7 separate regions of the Mus musculus genome follow, and regions 2, 3, 4, 5, 6 and 7 are each linked to region 1. Evidence: chromatin contacts called from public Hi-C, HiChIP or PLAC-seq and promoter capture Hi-C data. All regions are on one chromosome and are shown on one strand. The core of a region is the stretch at or near the end of the contact, and the rest is flanking DNA. Distances in the headings are between cores, read along the strand shown. Region 1 holds the start of Slc1a5 (solute carrier family 1 (neutral amino acid transporter), member 5). Region 2 holds the start of Clptm1 (cleft lip and palate associated transmembrane protein 1). Region 3 holds the start of Clasrp (CLK4-associating serine/arginine rich protein). Region 4 holds the start of Zfp296 (zinc finger protein 296). Region 5 holds the start of Bloc1s3 (biogenesis of lysosomal organelles complex-1, subunit 3). Region 6 holds the start of Ppp1r13l (protein phosphatase 1, regulatory subunit 13 like). Region 7 holds the start of Ercc1 (excision repair cross-complementing rodent repair deficiency, complementation group 1).

Region 1 (3,593 bases), core at 519-3,018:
AAATCCTTATCCAGGAGCCTCATCTCTGCCCCTCTGCCACAAAAGAATCCCTCCAGAAGTTTGCACAACGTTCTTGTTTGTTTGTTTTTGTGGTTCTTCATAACTTTCATGGGGGGGGGGTGGCTCTTCTTAGGGCAGTCCTTGTATCTTTTATAACACTTCCCTTGCAAGCCAAGGAAGGAGGCCGAGGCAAGAGAGCAGCCTGAGATACTTGTAGCAGACTTGTTTTCAGTAAGCTAAATGATGCTCCTTCATCCCAGCCACTAGGGTGATGGAGGTAGGGCGCTAAGGAGAGTTCAAGGACAGGCTTGGCTGTACGAGACCCTGTACTGTCTCCAAAAAGCGTAACAAGACTAAGAAGGCTTATTATTTTTCCTTCCTCTAAAAGCCCTCCATGTTTAGGCCCGCCCCCAAATTTGGAGAACTTCCGTAAAAGTTCACCCTTCCAAGATGTTAGCGGTCCTGTCACCGTTACCTTATTTTCCTAGATTCTAGAAGGCATGACTCAATCTGGAGGACTCAACCTTGGTGACTAGTGGCGGCACACACGGGTAATCCCTGTACTCAGAGGGGGTAAAGCAGAAAGATTGCACGCTTGCACTGGCCCCTAACCACCCCACTGCCTGGCGGGAACGTACCTCACGAGATCTAGAAAGGAATCCAGCACCTCTTTGGTTGGTGCACTGCGGGCACAGGGGTCTACAACAGAGTCGTTGATGGAGGTGATGGCGGTAACGGCGGCGCCCGGCTTCAGCGCCAGGGCCAAACCCACGCCGAGCGCCGACGCGAGCAGTGTGGTGACCAGGAAAAAGAGCAGCGCCCAGGCGCCCACACGACCGAGCGCGCTAGGGTCCAAGCTGGCTGCACCTCCGATCAGGCTGCACACCACGAGCGGCAGGATGATCATCTTCAGCAGACGCAGCAGCAGCTCTCCCGGGAAGGCGAAAGCGGTCAAGCGCGCGGGACCCAGCGCGTCAGCACCGCCCGCCGCCGAGACCCCCAGCCCCAGCCCCACGCCAGCCACCACCGCAGCCACCGTGAGCAGCACCAGCAGGTTGGCGCGAATGCAGCGGCGCACCCGGTCACGGGAACCGCAGCAACCACCTGCTTTCGCACTCTGGTCCTCTCTGGATCCCAGCGCGGGGCCACCGTTCGCGGTGGAATCCACCGCTACTACCCCTTTGGGGTCAGCCTTAGGGGGATCCACTGCCATGCTGAGCCGTAACAGGGAGGTTCCTTGTGAGCCTGGAGACTAGGTGTGACGTCCTTAGGACCGAGAATGGAGGCTGAAACTTTGCAGCGGTCCTTGAAGTTATGCGTCCACCGGATCTCGGAAACTGGAGGGTCCTAGGCTCCCTGAGCTGTATGCGGAGATCCCTTTATTTTTCCTGGTGATGTCGAATCCCCGAAAACTGGGAGTTGAGAGCGCCTTGTTGGAGTAGGGAACAGCTCTTCAGAGGGTTCTTTGACTCCCTGAAGGAGTAAGGAAACTCAGGTAGCTGAGGTCTTCAGGAAGCTCAACCCAAGTGGCATAGATCCGGGATGCCTTGCTCCGGGAGACCGAGATCCCAGGATTAGGACGCCTGGCTCTCGGACTCTTGGGTACTGGAGCCCTAGAAGGAGTGGACCGAGCGTTTCGGGCTCTGGAGAGAAAAATCAAATTTCCAGATGCAAATAGGAAGCAGCCCGGGGGATATGGAAAGTGGCGCCAAGGAGAAACCTCCCAGGCCGCGCCGCGTGTCTCTGAGGCTGCTAGACGGAAGCGACCAGGATTAAAGGCGGAGGGGCGTGACTTGAAAAAGCGGAGGGCGGGACTTGAAAAGGCGGAGGCCGTCCCGCAAGCGCTGATTGGTTATGGAACATTCGGCGCCAGGTGGCGAGCGAGGGGCGGAGCCAAGATCACAGTGGGCAACCTAGGGTGAATAACAATGCATAGCCAGGGGCGGGGCCGGGGCAAGGGCATCGAGCCAGAAAGGGTGCAAAGCCTCCAAAAGGGGCGGGGCGTTGGGAAACTATCCAACCCACACCCACCCACACGCACCTCACCACTGGTCAAAAGAATCTAATTGTGGATCATATCTGATATTCCACAGAAGGACCCCTAGAAAGGGCAGACAGATGAGTGGCACACACCTTTAATCCCTGCTCTCAGGAGGCAGAGGCAGGCAGATAGATCTCTGTGAGTTCAAGATCAGCCTTGGTTGGTCTACAGAGCGAGTTCTAGGGCTGCCAGGGCTACATAAAGAAAAAGAAACCCAGTCTGTAGAAACAAATTGGGGAAAGGGAGGGAGGAGGGGCCAGTAGGCCCCAACATTGAATGTGGGGGATTTGAACTCAGGCCCTCATGCTTGAGCTGCAACCCAGTCTCTTTCCTCAGATAGTCACAGATTGGGTCCTCCCCACAGGAGCATGGCACATGCAACACACACAAATAAACAAATATATAAATAAATGTAGCAAAAAATATTTAAATGGCCAGTTCACCACAAACATTCTTAGTTTAGACACTGTTACCCATCAACTGTAAGAATAACAGACTTAGAGAGGAGGAGGAGGAGGAGGAGGAAGAGGAGGAGGAAAGAGGTCTGCTGAATCCAGAATCTTTGGGACATGTAGGGTGGGGAAAATGAGGCTGAAGTTTGTGGATCAGGATTGGCTAGGAGCGTTCTGCCCCACTGCCTGCCCCTAGTAAGAGAAATACTCAAACTGGTTCCAGCCAGCTCTTTGGCCCAACCTCCTACCCGGATTCCTTGTGATTTCATCAGTGGGAGAAAGGTCTGGGGCTTCCCAAAGGGTGAAGCAGGGTAGTGAGAGGCTGGGCTGAAGGAGGAGGACAGCCAAGAGTCCCTTCCTGAACTCTGTTGACCACTTGAGAAACGCCCTGAAGAATGGCTCTTTTGGAAAGTCTGGAGCTTGCCTGGAGGTGGAGCAAAGGAGGCTACAGGGCTCAGTCTGTTCTACCAGGCGCTCACCCGCAGCTCTCAGGACTGCAATCCCAACTATGGAAGGATTCCAAGGTCATGACCAGCCTGGGCCACAGACATCAGAGTAAAGATGGGAATGAGGGGCTGCTGGGAAAGGCTAGCCTGAGAGAGGGCAGGGAGGGCTTGTTGGAGAAGGAAGCAGGGTTTCTTCGTGTGACTCTGACTATCCTAGAACTTGCTCTGTAGACCAGACTGGCCTTGAACTCCAAAATCCACCTGCCTCTGCCTCCCTGCTGGTATTAAAGGCATGTGCCGCCACCACCACCACCACCACCACCACCACCCGGCTCCATCATAGCTTTTGAAGGATAGTGTTGTTAATTTTTGAATTTACTGGAAAAGAATGTATTATTATCTTTTCTCAAAGAAGGGAGAGAGTGGGGAGAAGGAAGGAAGGGAAGGAAGAAGCAAGGGAGGAGAGAGGCAGGGCAGATCTATTAGAATCCGACATAACACGAATGGCTGAGCAATAAACCTTTGCTTCTGTGTTTTATTTCATTTTATTTTATTTTCATCTTATTATTTTACATGTATGGGTGTTTCACAGGCATCTGTGTCTGTGTGCCATATGTGTCTGATATCCCTAGAGGCTGAAAGAGGGCATTGAAT
Region 2 (3,593 bases), core at 632-3,131, 2.9 Mb before region 1:
ATATATGGTGCACATCCATACATGAAGACATAAAATAATGAATTTTTTTTTTTTTTTGAGTCAGGGTTTCTCTGTATAGCCCTGGCTGTCCTGGAACTCACTTTGTAGACCAGGCTGGCCTCGAACTCAGAAATCTGCCTGCCTCTGCCTCTCAAGTGCTGGGATTAAAGGTGTGAGCCAGCACACCCGGCTATTTTTTTTTAAAGAGTGTTTTAGTAGGGATATAGACACTCTCACCAATTAAGGGGGCTTGTTTCCAGAGGATCAGTGTTCAGTTCTCAGTCTTCCTGTTGGGTATCTTATAATTGCTTATTGAAACAGGTGAAGTTAGAGATTCACTGGCTTCTGCCTTCTCAGTGCTGAGACTAAAGTCGAGCACCAACACTCCCAGTCCTTGATTGTGGTCTAACAATCTTTGACTTTTTAGTTACTATAAAATTTGAGAACTTTTTGTAACTGATATAATTCACTAACTTTGTAGCTAACAATTTGAGAGATTTTGTATCTAATGTAAAATCATGGTGTTCTTGTGCTGTGCCATGAAACAAACGTTCGTGAACCCCAAAAAGACCACCAAGGAGCCAAATCCAAAGCAATTGCATTAGGATCTTTTTATTCAAGCTCTTGTTGCGGTGTAGCCTAGAACTAGTGCTAGGTACCGGCCTGTTAGTTTACTTGAGTTCAATCTTAAGTCAGATTCTCTGAGATGGAGTCTGAACCCAAAGGAATTGGTCTCTCACTTGTTTAATGTGCTGAGACATAACCTGTAATCCCCGATAGCACTCCTAGCACTCCTGAGGATGAGGCTAGAAGATGCCGCAAGTTCTATGCTTGCCACAGCCAGGGCTTCATTTCAAGACCTTTCCCTTTACCCATCAAAACGAACAAACAAAAGGAGAAAATAGGATTATTACTCTCATGTATGTTATGTTTTAATCCCAGTATTCTGGAGGCTGAGGCAGGAGGATCAGGAGTTGAGGCCGGCCTGGGCTACAGAATGAGATCCTGTCTTTGTGTTTAAAGATTCGAGGTTTGCAAGAAAGCACAGACCCCTAATGGAAGACGAGTGCTAAACTAAGCGGCCTAAAAGCGGCTAAGGTCCGGGATGAAGGTGGCTCAGCGGCTAAGAGCATATCTGCTCTTCCAGAGGTCCCGAGTTTACTTCCGAGCAACCACACGGTGGCTCACAACCATCTATAAGGTGATCTGATGCCCTCTGCTGACATAAAGATACAGTGCTCGTGTACATAAAACAAATAAACGAGTCTTTATTTGAAAAAAGTGACTAGGGTCCCATTTCCAGGTGTGGTGTCCGTAAGAAAGCAGATACGGCCTAAGGATGAACTACAGTCTCCGAGGGTTGATGACGAAAGCTTAAGACAAGGAAATCGCATCAGAAGCGAAAAGAACAAAGTAATGACCACCCCTTAGGTCGAAAATCCGCAGCCAGAGAGGGGTTTTCTCTTCAAGAGGGGCGTGGCTCTAGCGAATCGCTACGGTGGCCGGAAAAGCTCCGAAACCATCGACTTTGTAAAACCCGAGAAGAAACGGCCATCCGAACTGCGGTGGAATTGCTTGGGAAGACCATACAATCAAAAAAATAACCATCCACCTTGGCCGAGTGTAACAAGTAGAACCCATGAAAAGAGCATTTCCTGCTATAGAAAGTTCAAGCACTCGGAGAAGTCACTCCCTGCTAGACCAAAACAACCAAATTGCGGTGAAAGGGGCGGACGTCGAGTACGGTGGCCTAGTTGGTCCTTCAAGAGGGCGTGGCTTGAGGCGCTCCATTCTGATACGGAAGCCTGGTGGGGACGGGTTAAGCGTAAAATCTCGCGCGATCGCGCTGGCGCCGTCGGGGACGGGGCGGGGCTGGCGGCGGGGGCGGGGACCCGGAGCAGGAAGATGGCGGCGGCGCAGGAGGCGGACGGGGCCGGCAGCGCCGTGGTGGCGGCCGGGGGAGGCAGCTCTGGTCAGGTACGGAGGCCGAGAGGTGCCTGAGGGGGCTCTTCCCCAGCGGGGGGCACCCCTGCAGGGAGTGTCTTGTCCTTTTTGGAGGAACCCGGTGCACCGGGGGCTCCATGCCCCAGAGGGACCTTGAATATTGGGCCCTGGCGGCGCCCGGCCGCCCAGGAGGCCGGACGGTGGCGGGAACCCGGCCCTGTTGCGCGCCGGGTCTCCTGCAGGCTCGCGCCGGGCGTCCAGCGGACTCCTTGCTCGAGCGGAGGAGAGGGTGGCGCGGAGGGGCGCAGACTCGGTCCTCGACTGTGTGGTTCCAGCCTCCAGCACTGTTTCTAGAGAGGGCTGGTGTTCCTGGTCCGCTCCGCAGTGCCCGAGATCGGGGGCAGTGGTTGGTTAATTGAGAGTTTTCAAGCTCAGGGCAAATACGGTAATTGTGGTGGGTAGAGGGCATGGGCTGCGGAGGCCGACCGACCCATTTCACAGACAAGGATCCGAGGGACGACAAGACGAAGGCGCTTGTAGAAGGTCACCCAGGTTAGTTTTGGTGTCCGTTCTAGGAAAAAGCTGACTGTGGGTGGTCTGGGCTGAGATGGGCGCTGTTTTAGCCCAAGCTGATCAAATAAATAGAGAAATAATTGATCCAGGCGCGTTTGCCTCCCAACCCATTACCACCTCAAATAAACTGAGACCTCAGAGCATAGCAGTTCACTCAGGCACCGTGCAGGCTTCTGCTGGAATTGATGGAGTGGAAGCAAGGTGCTGTCGACCCACCCACTGGGATGTCACTGCCGTGTAGGAGGCAGCTCAGGGGTGAGGAGTACCGACTGGGAGGGGTGCATGTAGCTGACTGGATGTGACCTTGGACAAGTTTTCTTCCTTTGGGTCTTTATTTCCCCAGTGGTTAATGGAGGACTTGGGCGAGAGGGCCAGCCTTATGGCTATAAAGATGTCTCCAGTCATGTCCCTGCAGTGAGGGGAGTGGGAGAGGAGATGGTAGCGTAAACAGACTCGGGAAGTGACAGAAGTCGGGATGAGGGGCTGTAGGGTCTCAAAGGAGGGGGACAGATACACTCAAGTGATGAGGTAGAACCCACCTTTTCTGACTGAGTCTTTCTGGCATTTCCAACCAGACCTTGGGTGCACACAGCTCAGGAAATTGCTGGTTTATCCCTGCTGTGGTGAATACACCAGCGGGGTCTGCAGGGACGTCCTAGCCTCTGGTCCTTGGGACTGGCTCCTGTAAGTTTCTGTTGATTATTGGGTGGCAGTGGCGTGAGAGACTGTTGAGCTTCCAGTCACATGTGGAGCCTCTCTGGTTCCCATCTCTGCTCTAAATCTTTGCTTTGTGACTTTGGTCAGGGTCTTCCTATGAAGCTAGGGCCGATGGTGGCCCTTCTGCTTCAGCCTCCCAAGTGCTGGGATGACAGTCTACTTCTAATCCTAGCTTATGCTTGAAAAGTTTTAATGCTCATACTTTGGCCTTCAGGATAAAGTACACATTTTTTTTTTCTTTTTCTTTTTTCTCTTTTTTTAAAGCAGATCAAGATCTGGCATGAACTATTTTCTTTAGACTAGACTAGGCTTTCTTTGTTCTTTTTCTTTTTCTCTCCCCCCTTTTCGTTTTTATTAAT
Region 3 (3,593 bases), core at 613-3,112, 2.8 Mb before region 1:
CCCTTCTCAGGACAGATTCTCAGAGATTGTACATAGGGGAGGAGGGAGCAGGTCCCCAGCCTTCTCCCCTAATCCTGAAGAAGGCAGTGGATTGTTCAGTTTTCCCAATAAAAATTAGTTTTTTGAGCCTTTGGGGGTCTTCTTTCTTCTTTACCTAGGAAACTCTAGGTTTGTTTGGAACAAAACATTTGTAGTTGAGAGGTTGGCCTGATGGCTCAGTGGTTAAGAGTTATTGCTGCTCTTCCAGAGGACCTGGGTTCAATAGCAGCATCTACATAGGAGCTCACGATGTGTGATGGCTATTCTTGGTTGTCAACCTGGCTACATCTGGAACTAAAACCCAAAAATGGGGGGGGGGGCATGCATGTGAGAGATTTTTGCTTAAATTGAAGTAGGAAGATCCACTTACTTTTTAAAAAAGATTTTATTTATTTTATGTATGTGAGTACACTGTCGCTGTCTTCAGACATACCAGAAAAAGGCATTGGATTCCATTACAGATGGTTGTGAGCCACCATGTGGTTGCTGGGAATTGAACTCAGGACCTCCAGAAGAAGAGTCAGTGCTCTTAACCGCCGAGCCATTTCTCCAGCCCCTGGAAGCTCAATTTCTAATCTGGATCTTGAGATGGGAAGACACACTTTTAATCCAGCTCTAATCTGGGCCACGATTTCTGCTGGATTGTATATAGGGATGTGGAAGAAGGAAGCTTTAGGTATTTGCCTGCTTGCCATCGTCTTGCTAGCAAGTCCATTCCTTCACTGGCGTTAGAGCCTTCTCTGTGGTTCTAGTGTATACTGAAGACCAGCTGAGGCATCCAGCCTTGTAGCCCGAGCATCTACTGATCTACTGAGTTCTTGGCCTTTCTGTTCCTAGCCTGCTATTGTTGAATTAACTGAACACAACCTACAGATAATTTTTATTAATCCCACATATATGTCTGTGTGTATACATATATATTTATATATACATATACACGTACATATATGTATACATATATATGTACATATAGGATTAAATAAAATTATATAATATATATGTGTGTGTATACATCTCAGAGAAACATACACCTTCAGGCATACACATAATATTTTTTTTCCGAGACAGGGTTTCTCTGTGTAGCCCTGGCTGTCCTGGAACTCACTTTGTAGACCAGGCTGGCCTCGAACTCAGAAATCTACCTGCCTCTGCCTCCCAAGTGCTGGGATTAAAAGGCGTGTGCCACCACTGTCCGGCAATATAAATCTTTTAAAAAGACTTTTCTATTTTTGTATTTTATGCATATGGGTGTTTTCTCGGCATGTATGCACATCAGAATAGGGCACTGGATCCCATAGGACTACAGTTAAGAGACTGGTTGTTGGGCTGGTGAGATGGCTCAGTGGGTAAGAGCACCCGACTGCTCTTCCGAAGGTCCAGAGTTCAAATCCCAGCAACCACATGGTGGCTCACAACCATCTGTAATGAGATCTGACTCCCTCTTCTGGAATGTCTGAAGACAGCTACAGTGTACTTACATATAATAAATAAATAAATCTTTAAAAAAAAAAAAAAAAAAAAAGAGACTGGTTGTGAGCCCTATGTGAGTGCGGGCAATTAAACTCAGGACCTTGGCGAGAGCTTCCAGTTCTCAATCGATTGTCACCACTCCAGCCCCTAAAAGAAATAAATCTTTAAAAACAACAACAAAACGTGTCTGGAATTCTGGGTTCCTCTACTTAAGCTCTCACTTTTAGGACAGGTCCCAGATGGTGCCACCCTGCAGGCCCCGCCCATAATCGCGAGAGCCACGCCCACATCCCAGAGCCCTTCCTCTCGACCGCGGAAGTGCCTTTTGTGCAGCGCCGCCTCTCTCCTTCGCTCAACCTCTCACTTCCGCTTCCGGTGTGGGTCGTGAGCGCGCGCGAGCGCAGCAGTGGGAGGCGGCGACTGGCCGGTGAGTGCAGGCATCCGACCCCGACCTCCCGGCTTCCGAGCGGTGGCAGTCGACCTCATCCTTGTCCGAGGCGCTCCGGAGATCACCGTGGGTGTCCGCCGGGCCCCGACGGCGGCCCCGCCTGCTTCCGCCCTGACAGGCCTCAGGCTGCGCCCCTCGCCCCTCCTCAGGCCCGAATCCGGGCTTTGGGGTTCGGCACGGACCCTGGTCCCCAGACGCAGCTCCGTCCCTGTCTTTCACCCATCGCTCCGGCCCAGGGCCGCACTCTCTCTTTTTAGCCTGCCTGGCCGGCTTCACGTCCCTCCTTTAGAGCTCAGCCGCCTGACCATCTTCATCCTCTGTCCACGCCCTTCACCTGGCCTCACCCCCCTCCCCAAGCGTGTCTGGGCTGTGCTGTTGCCTCTCTCCACTAACCTACCTTACAACACTGCTGCACCCCCCTCCCGTACCATGCATGGTTCCTGCAGAGGGATCTTAGGGGTTCTTGTGAGCCCAGCCCTGGCAGCTACGGATCGGTTTCAGACATTCCTTTTATTTCAAAAATTCCATTTTTATTTTTCCAGACAGCATCTCACTATGTAGCCTTGGCTAGCCTGGAACTTAGTACATAAACCAGGCTGGCTCCATACTCAGACATCTGCCTGTCCTGCCTTCCCACTGCTGAGATTCAAGGCATGCACCATCACTCCCAGCCATTTTTTTTTTAATTAAAGTAGGATCTCCATATTTAGGTTACACTGGACAGTGTAACCAAGGCTGGCCTTGAACTCAAGACAGTTCTGCATCAGCCTTCCAAAGGCTATCTACTCTATAGTCTTTCATATGGACTTTAGCGAGCAGAATCTAGGAGGATTTTTTTTCCCAGGAGAAGATCTTACCTAGGTCACAGAGAGCTTTCTCATAGTTCTGGAGCTACTGCCACAGGACTGTTAGGAGTCCTTTTGTGCACTCAGCGTCCTGGTCTGCAGCAGGGTCTCTCTCTCCCCTGAAGCCATGGGACTTGGAATTTAGTCCATCAGGATCAACCCCAACATGTCAGAGGACTGTAACTCTACCCACGTGGTCTTTATAGTCCCTTTGACATGTCTGGTGCCCTCCTCCCTCAGGCAGAAGCCTCAGCACCATGTGGCACGAGGCTCGGAAGCATGAGCGGAAACTTCGAGGCATGATGGTGGACTACAAGAAGAGGGCGGAGCGGCGTCGGGAGTACTATGAGAAGATTGTGAGTGAGCAGACTTGAGTGTGGGGCGGGCGGGCTCCAGAGGGAAGGGCCCTGGGCTTGGAGGTGTGTCAAGGCAAGAGCTCTTTTTCCTCACAATCCTAGTCGTCTTCCCCCACACCCCCTTCCACTGTGGCCATTTTTCTATGGTGTTGGAGATAGAAGTCTGGGCCGTGCAGTGCACCACCTGAGCTGCCCTTACCCCGTCTCTTGTTAGGTAGATGGTCTTTTTAGGTAACCTAGGCAGGCCTCAGACTCATACTCTTCCTGCCTGTGTTTACAGGTGTGTGTTGTTACCATGCTCAGCCATAGTCATTTCTTCAGCATAGTGGTTGGTGTAAACGTGAGGGCTTCTGTTTGCCTCAGTCTGCTGTGTCTGGTGCAGTCCCGGTGCACTGGTGTCAAAGACAAAAGACTCTCTAGCTCTCTGAACATTTC
Region 4 (3,593 bases), core at 613-3,112, 2.8 Mb before region 1:
AACTTCCAGGTGAGATGCAGCTGTGTAATCTTGGACTAGATCTATCCTCTCTGCCTGTTTCTCAGTTGCTAGAGTATGAGAATCTGAGGGGCCCCTTCCAGGGTTGTGACCTCAAATAGGAGACAGCTGAGAGCTTTGGTCCCTATAAGCCCTCAAATTCCAGCTGCCTCAGATATCAAAATACACAAAGCTAAACCAGAGGTGGTGGCACACGCCTTTAATCCCAGCACTCGGGTGGCAGAGACAGGCAGATCTTTGTGACTTGGAGGCCAGCTTGGTCTACATAGAGTTCTAGGCCACTCAGGGCCCTATAGAAACCCAGTCTCAAGAAACAAAGTACCCACAGCTATCCAGGCCTATAATAACAGTAATACCAGCTGCCTAGGCTAGTATGAGACCCCGCCTAAAATGTTAAACTTAGCAGTGACCCACATCAAGTGCCCCTATTGCTATTCAGGTGAACCCATCTTAGCCCCTCCCTTAACCAAAGCTGATTGGATTACAGACCCTCCCTGGCCCAGGCCCAAATAAAATTACATTTCCCAAGTTCCACCTGGGCACCACACTGGGAGCTGGAAATTCAAGTTCGGATCAAATTTTAAAATCTCACAGCCAACAAGAGCTCACTCGATGGACCAACCATCACGCAGTTTTAATTCCTCTCCATATAGGACAGTATGCAGCACCCAGACCAGGGGCTTCCCAGGGGCTGGGAGATCCGGAAGGGGAACAAGCCTGATGCCCCTTCCTTGGTTCTGAACTGTCTGAACCTCAATAAGAAGGATCAAAACACAATAGGTGCAGTACCCTCCATTCGGCTCCCCAGGCCACTGTCCCATCCTCCACCAGGTCCCTACTGCCAACCCCGGTCCAGCCACCTGGTCAGTTATTTCTGTCCACGGGAAAGGAGAAGTGAAACTAAATTAGGGGTGTATGGCAAAACCCCGGGCCAGTCTTCTGGGGCTGGCCACACCTTGTGGGTGGCCTTCCTCTCGCTGCCCAGCCCCCGCCCCATCTCTAGTCCCTGCCCTAGGACAGGCAAGACCAAGCCACGCCTAGGTTCTACCCTAAGGGGATCAAGGAGAAAAGGGAAGTAATGATTGGTGCCCCATCTGTCCACCTTAGCTCCTCCGCAGGGCAGGAAGCCCAACCCTGGATCAGGAGTGAACTGCACCCTGAATTACTTACCTGAGATGGGGTCGGAGACTTGGAGAAGCTGACAGCCTTGTTTTTTGTGATCCATGAAAGCGATGATGGCCCCTAATGGAAAGATCTTCCCGCAACGGCCGCAGGTCAACAGATCTGGGTGCTTGTCGGTCCATGGCTGGCGGTCTGCAGGGAGGAAGCGGGTGGTGAATGGTGGGGTGGAGCCCGGCTCCGGGTGAGGGCTCCAAGCTGGAGAGGGGGAAACCCGGAGATCAGAGGGGAGGGCTGGGGAGGCCAGGCTGGTCCCGGGGCCATCCCCAGGGGAGAAGCACCGAAGGTCCCGATACTAGCAGGGGCGAGGGCTAGGGACTCACCGGAAGACTTAGAACTCAGAGGCATCCGCGGGGCACACGTGCTGGGCGCGCCGAGTGGGCGCGAGGCAGTTTGGAGTTGACGCTTCACATCCGATATGGGCATGTCCCTCGCGATCCAGGGCCCCTGCGCCAGGGACCTCAAGTCGAGGTCCGGCTTTACATCCATGACAAGATCGGGCATCTCAATGTCGGTGTCGGTATCGGGATCTACGCGGCGAGGCACGCGGCCGGCCTTGCGGCGGGACATGGGGAGAGGGCGCAGATCCAGGTAATCCGCGCGGTGGCCAGGCGCTCAGGTGAGTGAGTGGCTCTGGGCGACCCGCGCCGAACTTTTTACACGTGCTGGTCCTACCTTGTCTCCGCCCACTGGGGCGGGGTCTTTACGGGGCCAGTCTCGGAGGTCAAACTCGACCTTCCCCGCCCAGCCCGCTGCCCAGGGACCTGTATGCAAATTGTGCCCTCCTCCACAGGCCTTGATTTCACCCGGGAGGGTGCAAAAAAGCTCTTCTCAATATCCCTCTCCTCGCCCCCACCCCACCCCCCGGCCCTGGTGATACCTTAGCATCGGGATCCCGCGCCTCACGCCCCAAGCGAGAAGTGGTGGACATCTCACTGAGGGGACGTATACTAAGAAAATTTCACTTTAAACCATTTTCTTTCTTTTTTGTCTTTTAAGCCCGAACTAGCTATGTAACGGATGATGGCTTTGAACTTTCTGATCTTCCACCTCTCCTGCGGTGGTTTTACAGGGTGCATCACTACACCTGCATTATGTGGCACTGGGCATGGGACTCAGAACCTCTTGCACTCTAAGCAAGCACTCTCCACCGACTGGTCTACATCCCAAACCAACCCATTTCTCCAGTATCTAGCACGCCATAACCCTTAAAATGTGGGTATGGAGGGCGGCAGTAAGAGGGAGTGGTCACTACATAAAATGTCCATAAAGTGCACGCCGTTAATCCCAGTTCTCAGGAGGCAGAGGCAGGCGGCTTTTCTCTGAATTTGAGGTCAGCCTGGTCTACAGAGTGAGTTCCAGGACTATACAGAGAAACCCTGTCTTGGAAAAGCCCCCCCAAAACAAACAACCCCCCCAAAAAAACCAAAACCAAACAAAAAAAATTTTTAAAGCCTTTTTTTTTGGGGAGGGGGGCGAGGTGGTGGTAGTACACACTGTAATCCCAGTACTCCATGTTGGAATCAGAGGCAGGAGGATTACCCAAGAGTTCCTGAGATCAGCCTGGTCTATATAATGAGTCCCAGGACAACCAGGATATTATCTGGGGAGATCTTGTCTCAATAAGTAAATAAATATGAAGACCTGAGGTTTTTGAGGGAACGGAGAAAAGCCAGGAAGGAGCCTATGCATCCTGAAATTACAAGACAGGGACTTGGGGTAGGGTCACATCCAGAGGGTCCTTTGGCTACTTGAGGTTAGTTGGTTTTACTGGTACCAGGGGCCTGGGAAGGTTTGAAGCATAACAGAAGTATTGTCTTCCTAATCCTAGGCTATGAGTTGAAACCAAAGGGCCAGCTGTCCTCTCTGCCCCCCCCCCAACTTCCTCAGATATGAATTCTCTCGGGTACACAGTTTGAAGTGGCATTGTCACCCTGCCCCACCCTCAATCCTTTCTGAGTTCTCTTTTCTTCCTGGCACCCACCACATCACAGTAGGAGTGTTTGCTGAATGTCCTCCCCCACCCACCCACCCCAAGCTCTGGTACATTTAGGGCCCTTGTGTGTCCGGCCCCAGGTGTCTTCAGGCAGCCCAGTGAATTCCAAGGCCAGCTCTGAAGTTCCTCATATTGTTATTCAGGCACAGACTCAATTGTCCTCCGGAGGGCCCAGGGCCTCCCTGGCCAGCATATCTAAAGTAGCCACACCCTGCTGAAGGCCTTGCAAATTACTCCCTATGACCTCCATATGTTCCCAATTCCCTCGAAACCTTGAGAGCCTTAGTAGAGGCTGGACCCAGAGCACCTTTGTTTTTAAGACAGAGTTTCTCTGGATAACCCTGGCTGTCCTGGAACTTGTTCTGTGGAACAGGCTGGCCTTAAAGTAAAGAGATCTGCC
Region 5 (3,593 bases), core at 685-3,184, 2.7 Mb before region 1:
ATCCAATTCCAGCCCTTGGGAAGTGCAGGCAGCAGGATCGCATGTGTGAGAGTGGAACAGTATATAAGTGAGATGAGATATCCTTTGTTGTTTTTTTTTTTTTTTTTTTTTAAGACACGGTTTCTCTGTATAGCCCTGGCTGTCCTGGAATTCACTCTATAGACTAGGCTGGCCTCAAACTCAAAAATCCGCCTGCCTCTGCCTCCCAAGTGCTGGGATTAAAGGCGTGCGCCACCACTGATGCAGCACTCTGGGATGCAGAGGCTGACTGTACCACACTGGAGGCGCAATGTGCAAACCAGACACGGGAGGGCCCATAATCCTAGTACTTTTCAGGCAGAGGCAGGAGGATCACCAGAAGCCAGCTTGGGTCATACAGTGAAAACCTGCTTCAAGAGTCGGGTTGGCGTAGGGATACTCAGGGAAGAAAAGAGAGAGCAGAGCAGTCTCTGCAGCAGGTCTTGAACTCCCACACAGTCATGGAAGTTCAAACTGCCATGTAGCCTATAAAATCAGGGAGGCAGCCGGGCGTGGTGGCACACGCCTTTAATCCCAGCACTTGGGAGGCAGAGGCAGGTGAATTTCTGAGTTGAGGCTAGCCTGGTCTACAGAGTGAGTTCCAGGACAGCCAGGGCTACACAGAGAAACCCTGTTTCGAACCCCCCCACCCCCACCCTCCCAAAAAATCAGGGAGGCTCCTGAGACCTGATGATCGGGCCACACTCCCACTAACTCTATTACCTCAGCTGTAGGGCCCCCAGTACGGACACAGTCGGTGGCAGCAGTTAGGAGCTACGAGGAGAGCCCTGGGCAAGCTCATATCTGTGCAGGCTCACAGAAAGCTATTTTAATCTCTTTATTAGAGTCAAGGTGACACAGAGCAGAGAGGAAGCAGGCTCCCTCCTTCCCAGAGCATGTGCCTCTGCACAAAGCAGCTTCTTCATGACCTCCCTAGGATGAGAAGGAAGACAATGGGAGGTGGATGGGAGTATGACACACAGGAAGGCACAAAGGAACACATAAGTGGTGGTAACTATTATTGATTACAATATTTCAGTGATCCCAGCGCCACCTTCCACATTACCGGGTGGGGTCTTTACTCATTACAGGGGCAAATCCATACTAAAAAACTCACTGTGTGCTGGGGTGTAGCGCGATCAGCACGCACTTTATCCAGCACACAGGCAGAGGGGACAGATGAGACCGGGTATGGTTGAGGGTGCATTTTCTAAGGAGGAAACGGAAGGATAGGAAGATTAAAGATGTTGAGTTGCATACTAAGTGGGTGGTGAGGCGAGCCCTCATCTGAGCCCAATAACAGCCAATTACCCTAATTATCAACGGCGCCCCAGGACGAGGCCTAGAACTGAGCGCCTTGACCCAAGTCATCTCGCTCCGCCTCAGCAATGACCTGCCATAAGGCTCGATCACACCCCACTTCTCCACCCCGAGGCCACGGCGTGCCGCTCACCCCCGAGCCTGGGTCCGGGTCCGGGGCCCACAGCTCCGCCACCATCTCGGTGTGCAGAAACTCGAATAGCACCGCGTCCGCCATACGCCGCCTCGCGACCCTCACGCCTGGCCAACGCTTCCGGCTCCCATTGGTCAGCTCGGGAGGTAGGCCCGATCTGATTGGTGATCCTATTTAGCTCCGCCTGCTTCTTGAAAGCCAGGAGGCGGGTCCACCGAGCCCCTTCCTTGGCCGCGCTGTTAACATCTTCCGCCCTTTCTTCGCTTCCCTCCCTGCTCCCGAGTCTTCGGACATCCAATTGGCTGAGTCTCTGATTCCTGTGAGGGTCCAAGATTAAAAAAAATAAATTTACGCGTCAAACGGAATTTTCCTAAATACATAAGCAAATAAATAAATAAACCCACACTACGGAAGCGACTTGTCTAACCGCTTTCCTATTGGCCATAACTCGGCTCACGTGACGCTGCGAGAGACCGGCTCACTTCCGCCAGGCAGCGGACCCCTTGGGCTCGGAGCCTCGGAGACCCGGTATGGCCTTCCTTCCGGGACTCTGGTGTCGGTGGCTCTTGTTAAGGGTCCCCTCGGGCGGCTGTCCTTTCTGTTTGCCCTGGTGCCTATTGCGGCCAAGTGCTCGCTGGCCAGGAGGACAGTGGAGGGTGTGGCCTGTGCTGGTGGGACTCTGGGAACTCTTGGTTACAAAGCTTTTAAAACTTACTTTATTATTGTCAGTATTATTTTGAGACAAGTTCTCACTATGTATGTAATGTTGGATGGCCTGGCACTATTGAGGATCAGGCTGATCTCGAACTCACAGAGATCTTCCTGCCTCTCCTCCGGTGCTGGGAATTAAAGTCATTATTATTATTTTATATTAGTTAATGTATATATACGCGTGCGTCTCTAGCACGCGTGTAGAGCTCAGAGGACAACTGTACGGGCCTCAGTTCGCTTCTTCCACCATGTGGGTCCCTGGGTTCGAACTCTTGGCGTCAGGTTTGATTGCAAGTGCCTTTTCCCAGCTGAGCCATCTCGTGTGACCTAGTTCTAAGGCTTTGCCTGGACGGTCCTTGATGTCCCCGGTGTGCACACAAATGATACAGAGGTGCACAATTCCAACCCATGTGTACACGAGGAAACTGAGGCCCAAGTCAGGACTCGCTGGGGATGGCGGTGAAGGGGCTGGGACTCGGGACCTCACGTCCGCTCAATTCCTCTTCTCCAGCTCCGTGCCATGGAGTCATCCCAGGGTCGGCGGAGAAGGCCGGGGACAGTGGTACCTGGGGAAGCTGCGGAGACCGACTCGGAGCTGTCTGCATCCTCGTCCGAGGAGGAACTATACCTGGGTCCCTCGGGCCCTACGCGCGGCCGTCCCACGGGGCTGCGTGTGGCCGGGGAGGCGGCGGAGACCGACTCGGAGCCTGAGCCCGAGCCCACGGTTGTGCCGGTCGACCTGCCCCCGCTCGTGGTGCAGCGCGATCCGGCGGAGACTTGGGGCACGGAGGAGACCCCTGCCATGGCGCCTGCGCGCTCGCTGCTGCAGCTCCGGTTGGCTGAGAGCCAGACGCGCCTGGACCACGACGTAGCGGCTGCGGTGAGCGGCGTGTACCGCCGTGCGGGTCGCGATGTGGCCGCCCTGGCGGGGAGGCTGGCGGCTGCTCAGGCCACCGGGCTGGCAGCCGCCCACAGCGTGCGCCTGGCGCGCGGGGACCTCTGCGCGCTCGCCGAGCGCCTGGATATCGTGGCTGGCTGTCGCTTGCTGCCGGACATACGAGGGGTCCCTGGTATGGAGCCCGAGCAGGACCCGGGACCTAGAGCCTAGGCTGTCACTCTGTGTCCCCCCACCTGACTCTGCCTCTTGGTGAACATTCGTACCACCTGTGGCATCTGACTCTGTTTTTGTTCCTGGATCACCGAGGCCTCCAATGCGTGGTAGCATTTGATCAATGCCGACAGAAGCCGAATCCTCGCATCTTCTTTGATATTCTTAGCACAATTCCGGGCTCCCCAACCCAGGTTCTGTGGCTATCAAGTAGCTTAGCCCCTATCCATTCTGGTCCTGTTTCCTAAATTCAGCTTTACTCTTGGGCAAAGCCAGAGGTTTGCTTTCTTTTGTTGAGCCTTT
Region 6 (3,593 bases), core at 674-3,173, 2.6 Mb before region 1:
ATTAAAGGCATGGGCTACTGCCACCACTGAGCTTATCTTGTCTCTCTCTCTCTCTCTCACTCTCTTTCTCTCTCTCTCTGCTATACTTAAACTCTCATTCCACCTGCCTCCACCTTCCCAGTGCTATGTACCCTAACAGTCTTTTTTATGCAGTGTTGGAGATTGAACCTGGGCTTCCTGCACGCTAGGTGAGCACTCTACTGGCTGAGCCACACATCAACCCCTTCCTTCTGCGCTTCTAAGAGCTGTGCGTTCTGTTGCCAGTGGTCTCAACCGCCTGAGCCTCTAGACCACAGGACCCTAATTCTCCCACCAGAGAGCAACAGTGACTATCCCCAGGAATGTAGGGCTACGGCAGGATGAGAGGCCCTGGAAGGTTCCAGACAGAAACTGGAAAGTTCCCAGGACCAGCCTCAGTTTCCCCATTGCTAGGGAGGCATCCTCTCGGGGGTCAACGAACTCCACTGAAGGTGGAACTCGCTGTTTCTACCTTTGGGTGATTGCCAAATGCCTGTGTGGACAGAGAGACCCATCCTGACCTGAGCCTGGCAGGACACACACAGCCTGTGCTGGCAGCTGTGGCTATTGTTCCTTAGCTTCATTTCAGGCTGTCACTCCAGCCCAGGCATTCGCAAACACCCTCCCTCTTCAGACCCTTCTCCCCCACCAGCTTCGTAATCCCCCTACATAAGGGCTCAGAGGTGGAGAGACAGTGGGAGGTGCGTGCCTGCCCCTGCCCTCTCCCTGGCTCAAGGACAGACAGACACCTCCAGAATTAGCCTCCCTCCCTCCCTTATCTCCCATAATACCTCAGGTCAGACAGATGGAAGTGGAGGCAACATGCCTCACCTCTGGGTCACAAGGAGCCCCACCCCAGGAGGAAGAAGGTTAATTAGAAAAGCTGGTGGCAGTGAAGGAATTCCTTCCACACACAGACAGCTGTCACAAGAGCGAAGGAGACGTCCAATTCAACTGCCTGTATGGCCCGCCAGCCTGTTTACCACTTCCATTCTCTGTAACGCATAACGCAGCAGTACACGGCCACAGAAGCCTACCAGATCCAGCCCTGCAGTCCTGTTATTCTGCCCTGGGCTCTAGAATGACTTTACCAAACACCACCTATTTCCCATCCCGTGGGGGCAATAAGAGGTCTGACTCCCGCTTCCGCTAGGGGGCGCTCCTGGGCGAATGTGACTCCTCTGGTTAGGCAGGTCTGACGCCCCAGCTAATGACATGTTGGGGTTCGCTCAGCGGCACAGAAGAGGTTGGAGAGCTGCCCCGGCTTCTCACTCCCTGCCCCCATCCCAAAACCAGAAGGTGGGGTGTAGCGCACACAGCCTCCTGAGAAACCCACGCCCCTCGTGCTTGTCCCACTCTTTTCGAAGACCAGGATCCACTAGTCCAGTGCCACTAATTTTACTCAAACACCTAGTGGTTCGGTGCTGAAGGCAGCTGGAGGGTGACCGGGCGCCGGACCATTCTAGAACGTCCTGATCTCCCACATCTGCCCCAAATACAGAGACCCGGGACCTCAACAGCACCCTAAGACACTTCCAAGGGTCCCCAATTAAAGTATTCAAAAAATTCCAGCTCCAATAACTCCCCAGGACCAAGGGCTCCGAGCACCACTAAGAGCAGATGTCCAAACCCCCTATCCATCTGCCCAGTAAAGTCGGCACCCCAGTTCCTTCTTTCCAGGGATCCAGGCGTGAGCTCCCCACACTATTCCCCTGGACTTAAGGTCCGAGTTTCCAATAAGTCTTCCCAGGAACGCGGTATCCGGTTCTGGGGTGGCTGGACCCTGGGTGGGGGTGGAACTCACGCGTCGGGGCAGATCCTGGCACCGGGGGGCTTTTCCTCGGGCTCCGGCTCCGGCTCCAGCGGCGGGGAGCGGAGGACGGGGCGGGGCAGTCGCCTGGGAACAGGTTAGACGACGTGACTCTGACTGGAGGGAGGCGTGTCCCTCGGAGGAGGGGGAACTGCGGTTGCCTGGAGCACCTTGGGATTTGTAGTCCCGAATGGGCGAGGCGCCGCCAGGGACACTTCCATTTGGAGTCAGACGCGATCCATTTGACAGTCAGCCAGAGCTAGGTCCAGAAGATCATGGACGTCCTGGACGGCGAAATGCACAAGAATTTAGACCCTCACCTCACTATGGGTACAAGGGAAGAACCCCTGAGCCCTTTCCCACTCCTCCAGGCTCAGTGTCCCCTTGCCTGAGTGAAGATTTGGACACTTAAGGAGGAGATGGGAGGCGCGGAGAAATTCACACGACCAATACTATGGCGAGAAAAGGACCCACCTTAATCAGGACTCCAAGCCCCGGGTTATCTGTCTAAATAAAACAAAAAATAAAAATAAGGGGCCTCTAATCCTAGTACTTAAGAAGCAGAGACAGGCGCACCTCTGAAAGTTCAAGGCCATCCTGATCTACACAGCGAATTCCGAGCCAGCCTGGACTACATAAAGAGACCCTGTCTCAAAAAAACAAAACAAAACATCACAGCATTGGCGATTTACTGGCGTGCCTAGCAACAAGCTGAACTACAATCCCCAGCAGACTCCTGACCGACGTCCATCGCCAGCCACCTTCGAGTTATCTGGGAATTGGAGTTTTGAAGCCCACAAAGGGCGAGCCCCAGAGTTTCTCGCCCACGCGCGAGGGTGGACACATAGTCTGGAGATTCCTGGCGGAGGGAACACTCCTTCGTAGCCTTGGTGACCTCTGTTCTCAAAAGCCTCAGAAGAAGGGGGGAGCATCCCAATGCTGGAGGAGTCTCCAAAATCTCCGCAGAAGGGGCGGGCAGCGACGCTGACACACCGGCCAGGAATGCAGTCGAGTCTCCCTGTCTCGCCACCGTCCCGCGGCTCCACCCGCCACCCCATGCGCTGCAGTCCTGCTGGGAGGGGGCGTGGGCACGTCCCCCAAATCCCACGTGCACGCGCCGCTGTTTACTTGGGCCGCGGAGCAGACAGGGACCGACCAGCTGCACCTCTACCTGCCTCGGAACCGTGAGGAATACTTCCCATTCCGGACACTAAGTCCACGAGGACATCTACAAGTCTTCCCTGACACTAACCCTCACCCCGTTTCAAGCCAGGCTCTGGGGCTCTGGGGTCCGAGGCTCCTCCCATGACTCTGCAGACTCCTCCCCCTCAGTTTCCCGCTTCCCCTAGACTTCAGAAGCTCCGCCTCTGATTGCTATTAAAATGCTCCGTTCGTACACTTTTCTCTATTTTCCGACCTGGTTCAGTTAAATCTTCCACGTTCGCTGCACCAGGGACTTCCGAAGATACACTCTAGCTTTAAAAGTACAATCGTGACAACCAGAATTCTTACCTAGCTTTTGCAAGAATGCTGCAAATAGATCTTCTGTCTCTTTAAAAGCCGTGGCCTAGGCGAGTCACTGCCCCTTTAAGACGGTGTTGGAAGAAACCACGTGAGCAAAGTTGTCGGGGGAACAGGCACCCTAGATCCGAGCTAGCTTGCGTTTCTGACGAACAGGGAACTGATTTCCCCCTGCAGGGCATCGTCGAGAAATTATTTAATCCTATGCTGTGTGAAATTTAAGAGTGGAGGTTATCCGGGTTCT
Region 7 (3,593 bases), core at 521-3,020, 2.6 Mb before region 1:
GAGAAATCAAAAAAACTTAGATAGATGGATAGATAGACAGACAAACAGCCAGTTTCCAACTCTTAAATGTCAAATCCAGAGCCAAGGAGACGGCTCAGGGGACAGTGGTGCCTGACACCTAAGCTTGAAGCCTGAAAGTTACCAGATGGAGGCAGAGAATTGACCTCCACACAAATGCCCTGGCAAGTACACCCCCAACCCACACTACATAAAGAAATGTAAAAACAAAGCAAAATAATAACAGAAAAAGGTCAGATCCAAATCCATAACTTGAAAACCCAGAATACTGCTTATACAAAACCCATAGCTGAGTTTAGTGTTGTGAAATGCACCTGGAAGTTCCTATCACTTGAGAGATGGAGACAGGAGGATTGCTGCAAGTTTTAGGTCATAGCAAGGCTCAAGAAAGAAAAAAAGAAAGAAAAGAAAAGAAAGAAGGAAGGGGGGGCAGGCAAGATGGCTCAGTGGGTAAAGGTACTTGCCAGCTTCGTGACCTCACTCAGTTCAGTCCTGAGGATCTACACAGTACAAGGATAAAATCAAGTCCCACGGGTTATCTTTTGCCCTTCACAGGAGCTTCACAGCACTCATCCATGTGTGTACAGACAGCACAAAGACATGTTTTAGAGGCCAGAGAGATGCCTTCTCAGTTAAGAGCACTGGCTGCTCTTCAAGAGGATCTGGATTCAATTCCAGGTCTAGGGGAGCCAATGACTTCTGGCCTCTGCAGGTCTACATGCATGTAGTGCACAGACATACAGGCATGCAAAACATCCACACAAAAAACAAAAGGATGTTCCATTGCTATAACCTCAGCACTTGGGAAGTGGAGATGGGAGGAACTGGATTTAAGGCCAACCCTAGCTACACATCAATTTCAAGGCTAGCCCAGGAAACATGTGACCCAATCGAAGACCCAAACTAAACAAACAAAAGCTATCACTGGCCATTGCCCAGCTGCCAGCCTCTCCCTTAACCACCCTGTCATGCCATTTTACCAACGGGCAAACCGAGGATTGCAGAGCATGGCAGGTTATTTTTCCAAAGCAACCCAAGCCTAAACTCACACCGTAGTCCCAGGGATCCTTTTAACTCCCAAGAGCCCCCAAGTCTTCGCTCTTACCCCTGCACAGGGCACCTCTTCTTCCTCCAGTGGGATAACAAACTTCCTCCTGGTGGGTGGTCCTGAGGGCTGTGGCCGACTTTCCTCGTCCTTCCCAGGGTCCATCTGGGGCCTGAAAGGCGTGGCGACATCGTCGTAGGCATTTCCATATTCCAGAGGGAAACTCTGGCTCACAGTGGTATCCCCACCCCATCCCACAAAAGGTTGCCCGGTTCGCTAGCGTTAGGTTCCAGAGGACCAACCAGTGGGCCCGCCCCTTTCCTCCTTCTCACTCCGGATTGGTCTACGGGTCTTATAGCCCCGCCTACCTGCTATTACTCCCGCACGACACTCGCTCAGAGGCAATTGGCCCCGCCCCCAGGGGCACACCTGGATGCTTTCGCCTCGCCCAGTCCCGGCCTAGTCTCAGCCTCCGCAATGATTGGCTTCTTCCGCTGCCAATCATCAATCCCCGGCCTCCATCCACCTCCACCCTGTCCCTCTCGGTCCTAGCTCTGCGTCTAAGCACTGCCAAAACTCACCTGGTCTTTCCCGATGCCTAGAAGGAAATACCACGGGGGGAAACAGAGGCGACACAACGCCAGCACAGCCAGCACAACTCCTGCTAGACTCACTTCCGGCCGCTCTGGCCCTTCGCTCGTCTCGCTGCTCCCCGGAGGAGTTAGAGCGGGGAACTCTATTCGCGCTGCTCTCTATGGTCCTGGAGGACCGCTGTGGTTTGGGGCGGATGGAAGCTTGTGCATCTTGGTACCTGGGAGACTTTGACTTCAAGTAGTTGTGTTCCAAGGCCCTCTTGAGCGCTTCCCAGACTCCAGATCCGGCTCAGTGATGATCAAAGGAGGTGGGGGAGGGAAAGGAGGAAAGGAGAGAGAGACAGAGACAAAGAGAGAGAGAGACAGAGAGAGAGAGAGAGAGAGAGAGAGGAGGGAGGTGAGATTTCAGAGGACGCCCTCCCTGTAAGCGTGGGTGGACTCAGCCCACAGACATTGACTCACTCATTCTAAGCCATTCCCCACTTGCATCCCAAGCAGGGACTGATACCGACAGCTGTGGCTTAAAGTCCAGTGGGACAGTCAGACAGGGACAACCCAGAGCGGGCAGGGTCGGGAAGGGAGAGCCCAGAGGACATTGAGCCCGTGTTAGGGGGCACCTGACCCAGCTGGGGTGTGAGGACGGGCTTCCTGAAGGAAGGGACACCTGTGTTCCGAGACCTGGGCCCCATGAATGACTTAGTATGACTCATTTCCTGGAAGGACAGTTTCACCCCGTTCCAACTTGTAGTTCTGTGATTGCTAAGGAAATAGTTTAATGGTCTTATATATTTTTTGTTCTTGCTCATTTCCTTTGCCTATTCCTTTTAACAAAGATTGGCTCATATCCTTTGCCCATTTTTTCGAAATGAGCAATTCAACGGTTTTTTAAATTAAAAAGGGGGAGGAAAAGGAGATGAGCATCTTTTGATTACCGCCCATTTGTTGGAGTGATGCTTAAGGGCTGATGCTGTTAGTCACTTCATTAGGCTGCAAATCTTTCCTTCGAGTTCATACTTTTAAAAATTCTCCATTTAAAATTTTGCATGCATTTACCAACGTATTCTCCATTTTCTTTTGGTCTTCGTGTATTGAGAGAGGGCACGCCCAAAGGTCATCATATGTAATCCCTCTATATCTTTTTTAATGTTTTCCTAGTTGTGAGGTGTGTGTGTGTGTGTGTGTGTGTGTGTGTGTGTACAAGCACATGCCTACGCTGTGAATTCTAGGCAGAGACACTACTATTGAGCCATGGCCCCAGGCCTTTGGAAGTGTGATACAAAACAGAACTATTAATAGTAGCCAGGCGAAATGGCTCACACATTTAATCCCAACACACGAGGCAGAGACAGGCGGATCTCGGTGAGTTCGAGGACAGCATGACCTACAGAGTGATTTCCAGGTCAGCCAGAGCTACAAAATAAGATCCTGACTCAAAACTAGTTAATTTATCAAATTTAATAGTAAGTAACCGTTGATCCTAGGAAGGAAAGGGGTTGAGCTGCCAAGGAATCAGAGTGCCGTGCATAAGCCTTGCCATTAGAGGGCGCGCCTGAACCGTGTGTTCTGTGAAGGAAGCGCTGACAGAGGCAAGTTCCCACTGAATGCCTTAGTTTCTCTACCTGGAATCATTTGCTGAGGTTAAAAGGGTGCAGTAAGACCGCAGTGAGTGGTGGCAACCACCAGCACGCATGTAAACCCAGCACCGAGAACGCTGAGGCAGGAGGACTGGAGCAAGTTCCAAACTAGCTTATGTCCTACTTAGTGACTTCCAGCCCAGCCTGTGCCACAAAGCAAGACCCTGAACAAAACAAACAAAAAAACCAAAACCTCTGGATGTATTGGTGTCAACCCTAACACTGGAGAAGCAGAAGCAGGCGATCTATGTGAGTTCAAGGGCAGCCTGATCTATACAGTGACTTCCATATCAGCCAGGGATA

What was found. Promoter capture Hi-C pulls out the DNA fragments that hold promoters and counts their contacts. A called contact is a pair of places that touch in the nucleus more often than the background predicts. HiChIP or PLAC-seq counts read pairs in DNA pulled down with a chosen protein or histone mark. Capture Hi-C pulls out chosen DNA fragments and counts their contacts.
Region 2: a Hi-C map of B cells shows a contact between it and region 1, with 6 read pairs. The contact joins the promoter of Clptm1 here to the promoter of Slc1a5 in region 1. A contact is called at or near these places in 1 of 484 Hi-C or Micro-C datasets (B cells) and 2 of 115 datasets of contacts at active chromatin or transcription factors (astrocytes and embryonic stem cells).
Region 3: a contact with region 1 is called in an H3K27ac HiChIP or PLAC-seq map of embryonic stem cells, with 4 times the contacts expected there. The contact joins the promoter of Clasrp here to the promoter of Slc1a5 in region 1. A contact is called at or near these places in 2 of 115 datasets of contacts at active chromatin or transcription factors (embryonic stem cells and large pre-B cells).
Region 4: a contact with region 1 is called in a promoter capture Hi-C map of adipose tissue, with 2.8 times the contacts expected there. The contact joins the promoter of Zfp296 here to the promoter of Slc1a5 in region 1. A contact is called at or near these places in 1 of 39 promoter capture datasets (embryonic stem cells), 1 of 484 Hi-C or Micro-C datasets (B cells), 2 of 115 datasets of contacts at active chromatin or transcription factors (astrocytes and embryonic stem cells) and 2 of 9 other capture datasets (adipose tissue and liver).
Region 5: an H3K27ac HiChIP or PLAC-seq map of embryonic stem cells shows a contact between it and region 1, with 5 times the contacts expected there. The contact joins the promoter of Bloc1s3 here to the promoter of Slc1a5 in region 1. A contact is called at or near these places in 2 of 39 promoter capture datasets (embryonic stem cells and liver), 3 of 115 datasets of contacts at active chromatin or transcription factors (astrocytes, embryonic stem cells and large pre-B cells) and 1 of 9 other capture datasets (adipose tissue).
Region 6: a promoter capture Hi-C map of stem cell-derived epiblast-like cells shows a contact between it and region 1, with 6 times the contacts expected there. The contact joins the promoter of Ppp1r13l here to the promoter of Slc1a5 in region 1.
Region 7: a contact with region 1 is called in a promoter capture Hi-C map of embryonic stem cells, with 7 times the contacts expected there. The contact joins the promoter of Ercc1 here to the promoter of Slc1a5 in region 1. A contact is called at or near these places in 5 of 39 promoter capture datasets (the 3T3-L1 cell line, embryonic stem cells, maxillary cranial neural crest and 2 more) and 1 of 115 datasets of contacts at active chromatin or transcription factors (embryonic stem cells).

What each region holds. Positions count from the first base shown.
Region 1 is chr7:16,779,521-16,783,113 of GRCm38.p6, reverse strand. It overlaps Slc1a5 (solute carrier family 1 (neutral amino acid transporter), member 5), which reads right to left and starts at 1,768. Exons shown (of 9, transcript NM_009201.2): 1 at 639-1,768. The coding sequence starts at 1,213.
Region 2 is chr7:19,663,318-19,666,910 of GRCm38.p6, reverse strand. It overlaps Clptm1 (cleft lip and palate associated transmembrane protein 1), which reads left to right and starts at 1,881. Exons shown (of 14, transcript NM_019649.2): 1 at 1,881-1,977. The coding sequence starts at 1,906.
Region 3 is chr7:19,602,755-19,606,347 of GRCm38.p6, reverse strand. It overlaps Clasrp (CLK4-associating serine/arginine rich protein), which reads left to right and starts at 1,862. Exons shown (of 21, transcript NM_016680.5): 1 at 1,862-1,936; 2 at 3,043-3,158. The coding sequence starts at 3,060. It overlaps Relb (avian reticuloendotheliosis viral (v-rel) oncogene related B), which reads left to right. Exons shown (of 12, transcript NM_009046.2): 12 at 1-126.
Region 4 is chr7:19,575,556-19,579,148 of GRCm38.p6, reverse strand. Zfp296 (zinc finger protein 296) reads right to left here and starts at 1,862. Exons shown (of 3, transcript NM_022409.2): 1 at 1,521-1,862; 2 at 1,189-1,332. The coding sequence starts at 1,767.
Region 5 is chr7:19,506,711-19,510,303 of GRCm38.p6, reverse strand. Bloc1s3 (biogenesis of lysosomal organelles complex-1, subunit 3) reads left to right here and starts at 1,934. Exons shown (of 2, transcript NM_177692.4): 1 at 1,934-1,999; 2 at 2,694-3,593. The coding sequence starts at 2,703. The coding sequence ends at 3,290. Trappc6a (trafficking protein particle complex 6A) reads right to left here and starts at 1,634. Exons shown (of 6, transcript NM_025960.4): 1 at 1,472-1,634. The coding sequence starts at 1,555.
Region 6 is chr7:19,359,546-19,363,138 of GRCm38.p6, reverse strand. Ppp1r13l (protein phosphatase 1, regulatory subunit 13 like) reads right to left here and starts at 1,923. Exons shown (of 13, transcript NM_001010836.3): 1 at 1,823-1,923.
Region 7 is chr7:19,343,248-19,346,840 of GRCm38.p6, reverse strand. It overlaps Ercc1 (excision repair cross-complementing rodent repair deficiency, complementation group 1), which reads right to left and starts at 1,770. Exons shown (of 10, transcript NM_007948.2): 1 at 1,645-1,770; 2 at 1,124-1,235. The coding sequence starts at 1,228.